Regions from separate parts of the Hordeum vulgare genome. Here region 1 is linked to region 2. Evidence: chromatin contacts called from public Hi-C data. All regions are on one chromosome and are shown on one strand. Each heading gives the region's core, a stretch centred on a gene start, on an enhancer-like site or on the middle of the called end of the contact. The rest is flanking DNA. Distances are from core to core; before and after follow the strand shown. Region 1 holds the start of LOC123404817 (ATPase family AAA domain-containing protein 3-B-like). Region 2 holds the start of LOC123405563 (4-coumarate--CoA ligase 2).

Region 1 (3,855 bases), core at 13-2,512, 280 kb after region 2:
CCGATTTCCATCTCACGCCATCCACAATCAATTTCGCCTTGCCCCTCGCGTGCGAGCTGCATCCCCTTTGCATCGCACTCACTCTGACTCGATGGAAACTGTCGATTTAAGGGTTTCTAGCGAGGCAGGCTCCGGACTGCTTCAAGGCTCGTGCCGATGCGAGCCAGCCCACCTAGTATGCAACCATACGTCATATAATGTTTGTTCCATTAAATAAGAATATATTATCGAAAATAGTGAGGACTAGAGGAACCAACATATTTCATAGTTGAACAACAACATATCAAGCTTATATAAACACATCAATTTTGTAAAAGAACATGCTACACTTTGTTTAGTTTATATAACTGATATGGAAAAGTAACATAGTTTTGCATTATCACTCCCAAGTTTTGCACACAAAATTTCCAAGTTCTCCACTGAAGGGCTAGATCGAACGGCGTGGAGCACGCTAGGCAGGCAACGTCGCGGAGCATAGATGCCCCCAGGAGACGGGGAATTCATTTGACATATGTTTATGGCCTAAAAGCCCAGCCAATGAAATTATGAAACGCTGGTCCAACGGATGAAAACCTAAACTGTCAACATCATCAGTTCAACCACAAGTTTGGTATTTTGAACTATGGATTGAGGACACCATCAATGATGGATTTAAAAGAGCCACGACACCTAAGATGGCTGGCCGACGTCCTCTAACGTCTTGTTGCATCCTCGAGTCGAAGGACGACTAGGATCATTCCTCTTGGTAATGATATCATATGGAAGACAATTCCTCTTGGTAATGATATCATATGGAAGACAATATTGCCTCAACACGACATCTACTAGGAGCAACTATAGAAGTCTCGTGCACCAAGGGGGCCCATCCCCATGGTCAACATGGCGCCATCGTAATGTAGCATTTGACCCGAACGTGTTTTCATTTTCCATCAAGGGTCATGTTTGTTAGTTTTTGTGACCCGTTTGTCATTTCTTGTTCCTTAGGGTCCTGTGTGTAAGATGCCATATGCCACGACTTCGAGTAATGAAGCATCTGGGGCCTTCGATGACGCAGTAAATAAAGGAAGCCAGAAATATCCGACGGCGAAGCCCGTCTTCCGCACCAAGAAAACAGAGAGAGGAGCGCCTTGAGGAAGAAAAAATAAAAAGGAAAAGGGAGAACGAAAAGAGCAGTCCCATCTTCTTGGGCCGCAAGCCGAGCTGGAGAGGCGCCGTCCAAACACGCACAAATACGCACGCATCTCCCACAACCTTCCCGATCGAACCGGCGGACCCCGTTAAACCCTACTACACCCGCAAACCCCCCACCAGAGCCATGGCCGCCGCCGCCGCGAAGGTCGGGGCCGCCGCCGCCGCGAAGGTCGGGGCCGCCGTCCTCTCCGCCGGGGCGGCCTTCGCCGCGTCCTCCCAGAAGGTGAACGCGGAGGGCGGCTCGGGGTTCCGCTTCCCCGGCTTCTCCTCCTCCTCCCCCGCCCCCGCTGCGGCCCCCGCCGCGCCGCCGCCCGCCGCGGCGGCCGCGGAGGAGGCCCCTCCCAAGCCCCGGAACGACAACCCGCGCACCACCGCCGCGGGGTTCGATCCCGACGCGCTGGAGCGCGCGGTCGAGCTGCTGCGCCAATTCGAATTGAGACCTGATACTGATGTCAAAAAGGTAGGTTCTCCGAGGGGTGGGTGGGAGGTTCAGTTCGGAGGCTGTTGTCTGTGGGTTCTGACGTCGACCCATGGTTGTGCAGGCGTTCGCCCATGCTAACAAGCGGGAGGAGACGCGGCAAGCGGAGTTCGCTGCAAAGAAGGCCGACTACCAGAAGGAGGCCGCCCAGATCGAGCTTGTGAGATAACTTTCTGTCATCTCATTGTTTGTTCTTACTTCGTTGGTCACAATCCTTTGAACGAATTGGCATTAGGATCACACTGTTGCAAAAGTTGGCAAATATCTTCACAACGTCTTCAGGCATTTCAATATCACGAGGGGACGATTTCGGTGTACATTCCTGCTAGTACTTTCCGTTCCATTTTACTTGTTAGTTGTATAGCGATAGTCTAGACCAAGCAAGGGGCATATGCAATTTACTATGTTATCCAAGAATTGAAAAAAAGGAGAAGAAAACTCAGGTCCGAGGTGTACTCTTCAATGAGCTAGGGGATGCCACAAGCAAGAACCGCTGATCTTTCAGTGGCACACACACACGAAAAAGAAACTGCTATTTATGTACTATTCTCTTGCTTCCCGATAGTTTTTGGTACTTAATTGCGAGAGGGCATATATATGTTTGCTACTTAATCCTGTAGAGACCAACTGCTTGACTGTAATCAAGTTCTACCGCATCCTATTCATTACATGTCGTAAATGTTTCAGATCATGCCCATTTATATGTATTTTACTAAACATAAATCTGCAGTGCTAAATTTTGTCTTTTGTATATTTGTGTATTTATGTGGCATGTTGCATTTTATCGCATTTGCAGGAGAGGACACGTGTAGAGTATGAAGAGAAGAAAAAACTTGCGCAAAGTCAAGCTGAAATAAAGGCACAAGTAGCTCGATATGAGGATGAGCTACGAAGGAAGAGAGCACAGCATGAGCATGAGGCACAGAGGGCAAGAAACCAGGAGCTCGTGAATATGCAAGAACAATCTGCAATTAAGCTAGAGCAGCTAAGACGCCAGAGTGAAGAGGAAATCAATGAACTACGGAGACGGACAGAGAAGGAAAAAGCACTTATAGACCAGGAGACTACCAGACAGCAAAAAATGGCAGAGGCGGAGGCCAAAGCACTTGAACTGACACTGTCTGAAGAAGTGAATCGGCGATTGCTTATTGAGAAGGCAAATGCCGAGCGGGAGAAGTGGGTCCAAGCAATAAATACAACTTTTGAGCATATAGGAGGTATACCTTAGCAAGTTGCTATCTCAACATGCTTACCGAATAAACATGTGAATTTCTTGGATGTCATTTCTACTATAAGCTATTTCTACATGTTTGTATCACTTGCTCTGTCTAGAAATAGATATGTTCAGTGCAATTATTAAGGAGCTAATTGCAGAGATCACATGTGCCCTTCAAGTGTGCCCGAATCAATCTCTAAGCTCACATGTTCTCTTTCTCTCTGATGAATCACATGCACGCTGCTTATTTCCCATGCACACACTATTTGCACTTATAAGTGATGTTGGAGTGCAGCTTCAACTTATCCAAGGTGATTAAGATATTCCTGAGTAGTAGTTCTGCCATTATAGGAAAAGTGGAGTTAGAAGTGCGTATAATTGTAAAACTACCTACATATTTGGATAATATGAGAAATGAGATGGTAAACACCAGAGATGGAGCCATTAATTTGGACATGAGAGAGCCAAAGAGATAGCAATCTCAGAGGAAATACATTATATCAAGTGTCAATTGACATAGTGCTGCGGCATATGTTTGGCAATAATGTTGAGCCGTTGTGAGCATCACCAAATCAAGACTGGTAGCGGACTAGCTGTCAAAACAATTATAGTGGTGGCAGGCTGGCTTTCACTTACCGTAGTGCCGAATGACAAACCATTAATCTAGTGATTTGTTGTCTGAGCACTTGGGCCTTCACGGACTGGGCCTGAGTGTCTAATAGTGCTAGATGCCCCCCCCCCCTCTCACCCCCACCCCCCCACCCAATGTACCGGTTCTGTGATGTCCTTGGAAGGTGTATCCAACATGGTGGCAAGGCGAACTGTGTTATAATATGCTCATATCATGATATATCTGCAGTGCTATAGGAAAATCCGGTCTAACATTTTTCTTTTGACATTTTAGGTGGTCTCCGGACGATATTAACTGATCAGAATAAGCTAGTAGTAGCAGTTGTAGGCACAACTGCAC
Region 2 (4,283 bases), core at 174-2,673:
AAAAACGGGCAAAGGGACATGGTGGACGGACTGGTACATGTCGCTCTACAACTACGAGACGACAGCGACCTGTGTTAGTTGCATTTTTATCTACTTTCGTCAGATTCAGTTGAAATGTGGTAATAAAAAAGATGTTCCTACCCCAATTCAAGATCGTCTACGATGCAGACACCAACACGTGCCAGTACGTGTGCTAACGAAGCAGGGGTGTCACGCGGCAGATACGTACGCACCTGTCCGAAGATGGCCTGCGGCAGGCGGCCACGTAGCGCGTCCTCGAGCTCCTTGCCGAGCGGCGCGGCGCCGGAGAGCACGATCCGGATGGAGCTCAGGTCGTGCTCCTCCACGACCGGGTTCTTGGCCAGCGCCAGCACCAGCGGCGGCACCACGGCGGCCACCGTCACGCGCCACCGCTCGATGCCCGCCAGCATGGCGCCCATCTCGAACCTGGGCATCAGCATCACCGCCGCGCCGGCGCGCACCGCGCACAGCAGCACCGAGTTGAGCGAGAAGATGTGGAACAGCGGCAGCACGCAGAGCGCCACGTCCCCCTCCCGCATGTACAGGTTCGGGTTCTCGCCGTCCACCTGCTGCGCCACGCTCGATACCAGGCCCCCGTGCGTCAGCACCACGCCCTTGGGCAGCCCCGTCGTGCCCGACGAGTAGGGCAGCGCCACGGCGTCCTCCGCCGCGATGCGCACCTCCGGGACCGAGCCCTCGTCGGCGGACGCGAGGATGCCCCAGAAGGGCAGGCAGCCGTCCGGGGTACCCGCCTCGTCGTCGACGGTGATCACCGCGAGCGTGTCCTCGCCGCCGCCCGTGGCGATCCTCGGGAAGCTCTCGTGCCGGAGCTTGTCGACGTAGGCGGACTGGGTGACGATCACCTTGGCGCCGGAGGCGACGAACTGCTTGTGGATCTCCTGCGGGGTGCAGAACGGGTTGGCCGCCGTGCTGATGGCGCCGAGGAAGGACGCGCCGAAGAAGGCGACGGCGAACTCCACGCAGTTCTGCAGCAGGATCATGACGCGGTCGCCGTGGCCGACGCCGAGGCGGTGCAGCGCAGCGGCGGCCTTGCGGCAGAGCGCATGCGTCTCGGCGAACGTGTAGGTCCTCCCCGTGGCCGCGGCGATGAGGCACGGCGCGTCCGGGACCTCGGCCGCCTTGGCGAAGCAGTACTCGTGCAGGGGCAGGTGGTTCGGGATGTCGATGTCCGGAAGCTTGGACCGGAAGATCGTCTCCTCCGGCACCACCGCCGAGACCGCGTCGGCGGCGACAGCCTGCGGCTGCTGCACCTCCGGTGCCGCCACCTTGATCATGATCCTCGGTTATACGAGAGACAGAGAGCTCCCCGGAATGGCCAAGGAGCAGAGCCTGTATACTAAACAAACAAGTGAGCCGTGAGAGTCGGAGGAGAGAGAGGTGGCGCGATTAAATACAGTGTCGGGCGGGCGACGAGCGGAGGTACAGGCGGGATGAGGGAGGGTAGGTAGGGCAGTAGAAGACGGAAGGGGGAAGGTGTGGAAGAGGCGCGAACACGCTGGCCGCCACGCACTCCGCCGACCCACCTTTCAAAACTGCGTGTGCGTTTCCGTTTCCCTTTCAGAAAACGATTTCGATAAAACACATCTAAATATGGTGTGATATAAATGTTACATATTTAAATCCTATATGATCAAGCTTAGATTAAAGTTCATGTGAATAATTTTTTACCATTTTTGCTTGACTTAATTATTTATACGTGCAATAACTATATCACATCTAGACGTGTTTCAGACACACCCGATAAAATAAAACGCAAATCCAATGCTGTTTCATGATACCTTTGCTTTCTCTTCAGATCAGTACATCGAGGCTTTCTTCTAACTGAACAAAATGCATCGTTTTGGCCTTTCGGGGATATATATACATTGATCTGTTTGTATCTCCCGCAGATGTGTGAAATATTTGTCGAGGATAACAGGATGCTGACCCACATTTACATTGAACACTATCTGTTTCCTGCAGATGAAACTGTAAAAGATCCGATCACTAGGCAGTGCACCGCTCGGATGCTACATAGATGTATGGTGATTTGGGAGTATTAAATACGGCAGAAGCATTTGAGCTCGAGGGAGTGGTTTACGACCAAGGGTCTTGCCCTGAAATCAGTCAAGGCCAATACAAGTTATATTTGAGATATGGCGCCTCGGCAGCCAAACCGGCCGGCCCATCCGAAATCTGAATTACACGGGTTTATCGATATCTCTTATATTTAATTTAAATATAAAATAGATATAAGAAAAGATCGGACGCGTCCGTCGCGTCGTCTGATCCAGGCTGGCTCACCCGACTTCATGAATATTCCCATCTGGCAAACCTGCTACTTATAAATTGTGTTGGAGTTTTTTTCAAAGAGGAAAAGAGATGCAACACAGTAGAAATAAATATTTCCTTCAATAAGAATTAAGGTTATCAAATCAATAGAAGAACCATGCAAACTCTTGTCATCAACACCTACACATAGAGAACCAAATACTTGCACCAACGCAGGCAAAAGGGTTGTCAAGCACGTTGAACTGTTACTTATAAGGATTAAATCGTGATAGGTAGATAATATAAATATAAAATAAAATGACACAAGATAAATGGCAGCAATATTTTTAGGGTTTTAGTATTGGGCAATTGATAGAATAACACATAGTTATGAAATATTTATCCACGAAAATGATCATGTATATAAACATCACATCCATAAGGAAGTAGACCGACTCATGTCTGCATCTACTCCTATCACTTCCCTCATCGACCGCTATCGAGCATGTATCTAGAGTATTAAGTATGAAACAAAGTAATACTTGGGGCAAGATAACATGACACAGACAAAGTAAACTCAAGCAATATGAATAAATCTCATCATTTTATCCTTAATGACAACAATACAAATATGTGGCATGTCCCTTTCTGTCACTGGGATTGAGCACTGCAAGATTGAACCCATCACAACACACCACTCCTAGTGAAGATAAATCAATCTAGTTGTCCAAACCAAATCGATCGATCGAAGATAAATACGAAGCTATAATAATCATGCTTAAAAGAATTCAGAAAAGACTCAACTAATATTCATGAACAATCTGATCATAAACCCATAATTCATCGGATCCCAACAAACACACCGCAAAGAAGATTACATCGAATAGATCACCGTGAGAATCGCGGTGAACTTTGTATTGAAGGCTATTGAGAGAGATAGCCATCTAGGTACTAGCTATGGTCCCGTAGGTCTGTGATAAACTACTCACACAACACCATGGGAGCATCAAGGTTGATGTAGAGGCCCTCCGTGACTGACCCCCCTCTGGGAGGGCACCGGAACAGGGATTCAGATGGGATCACGGCGGAACAGAGACTTGTGACGACGGAAAAAGTATTTGGGGGACTCCCTAGTGTTTTCTCGATTTTAAAGAATTTATATAGTCGGAGTTAGGTATGGAGGAGCCATGAGGCGAGCCCAAGGCATCAGGGTGCGCCTACCCCCTGGGGCGCGCCCTGTTGCCTTGGCACCGCCTCGTGTGGCCTCCTGTTAGAGCATATTTATCCATATGTGGTTTTGGTAATTGATGACAATCCTTATGGACTAATGGTTGTCTTAAGTTATATTCGAAGGATTTGTCCATAGGCACTTCTTCAAGTCCATCTGTTGGTTTCAAGGAGTTTATATGATGACCAAGGTGGTATTCAAAGTATTATCCAAAGATTGGTCATAAAGACACAAGATTGATCAAGACTAAGCAGAGAGTAAGTCAAGATGATCAACACACAAAGTATACATGATGTACCGAGAGGGATCAAGTGATCCCATGGTATGGTAAGCATTGTCCATAACACTTTTGTGTACTAACCCATGGTCTTCGTGAGAATTCTATGTGGGGTTAGGTGTGTTTCCATGGGTTTGCGTCAAGAGGAAGATCTCATTCAACCTATGAAGGATGACATCAAGTGGTGATCGTCATCAAGATTGCGATGTGCAAGTTCAAGTGGAGCATCACGAATATATCATGCTTGAAGCTTGCCGTCCATTGTGGTGGCAATGGACTTGTGAAGATGAGTTGAAGAGTGGCTCACCCATAGTGAGTATGGGGGAGCAATCAACTAGTCTTCATCAAACCAAGGCAATCAAGAAAGGTGGTCCATCTTGAGAGATCAAACCATTTGCATCCTTGCATCATATTTCTTGGTTCTTCTTTGTTGTTTCTCTTTGTGAGTTTTAGAGCTTACGGTCATCTTCTTACAAACTCGAGTTC

What was found. Hi-C and Micro-C count contacts between places; a contact is called where the count stands out from the background.
Region 1: a contact with region 2 is called in a Hi-C map of leaf, with 4 times the contacts expected there. The contact joins the promoter of LOC123404817 here to the promoter of LOC123405563 in region 2. A contact is called at or near these places in 3 of 6 Hi-C or Micro-C datasets (leaf and seedling) and 1 of 1 datasets of contacts at active chromatin or transcription factors (embryo).

What each region holds. Positions count from the first base shown.
Region 1 is chr6H:455,589,299-455,593,153 of MorexV3_pseudomolecules_assembly, forward strand. LOC123404817 (ATPase family AAA domain-containing protein 3-B-like) reads left to right here and starts at 1,263. Exons shown (of 7, transcript XM_045098763.1): 1 at 1,263-1,651; 2 at 1,734-1,829; 3 at 2,466-2,886; 4 at 3,790-3,855. The coding sequence starts at 1,316.
Region 2 is chr6H:455,311,628-455,315,910 of MorexV3_pseudomolecules_assembly, forward strand. LOC123405563 (4-coumarate--CoA ligase 2) reads right to left here and starts at 1,424. Exons shown (of 4, transcript XM_045099208.1): 1 at 234-1,424. The coding sequence starts at 1,316.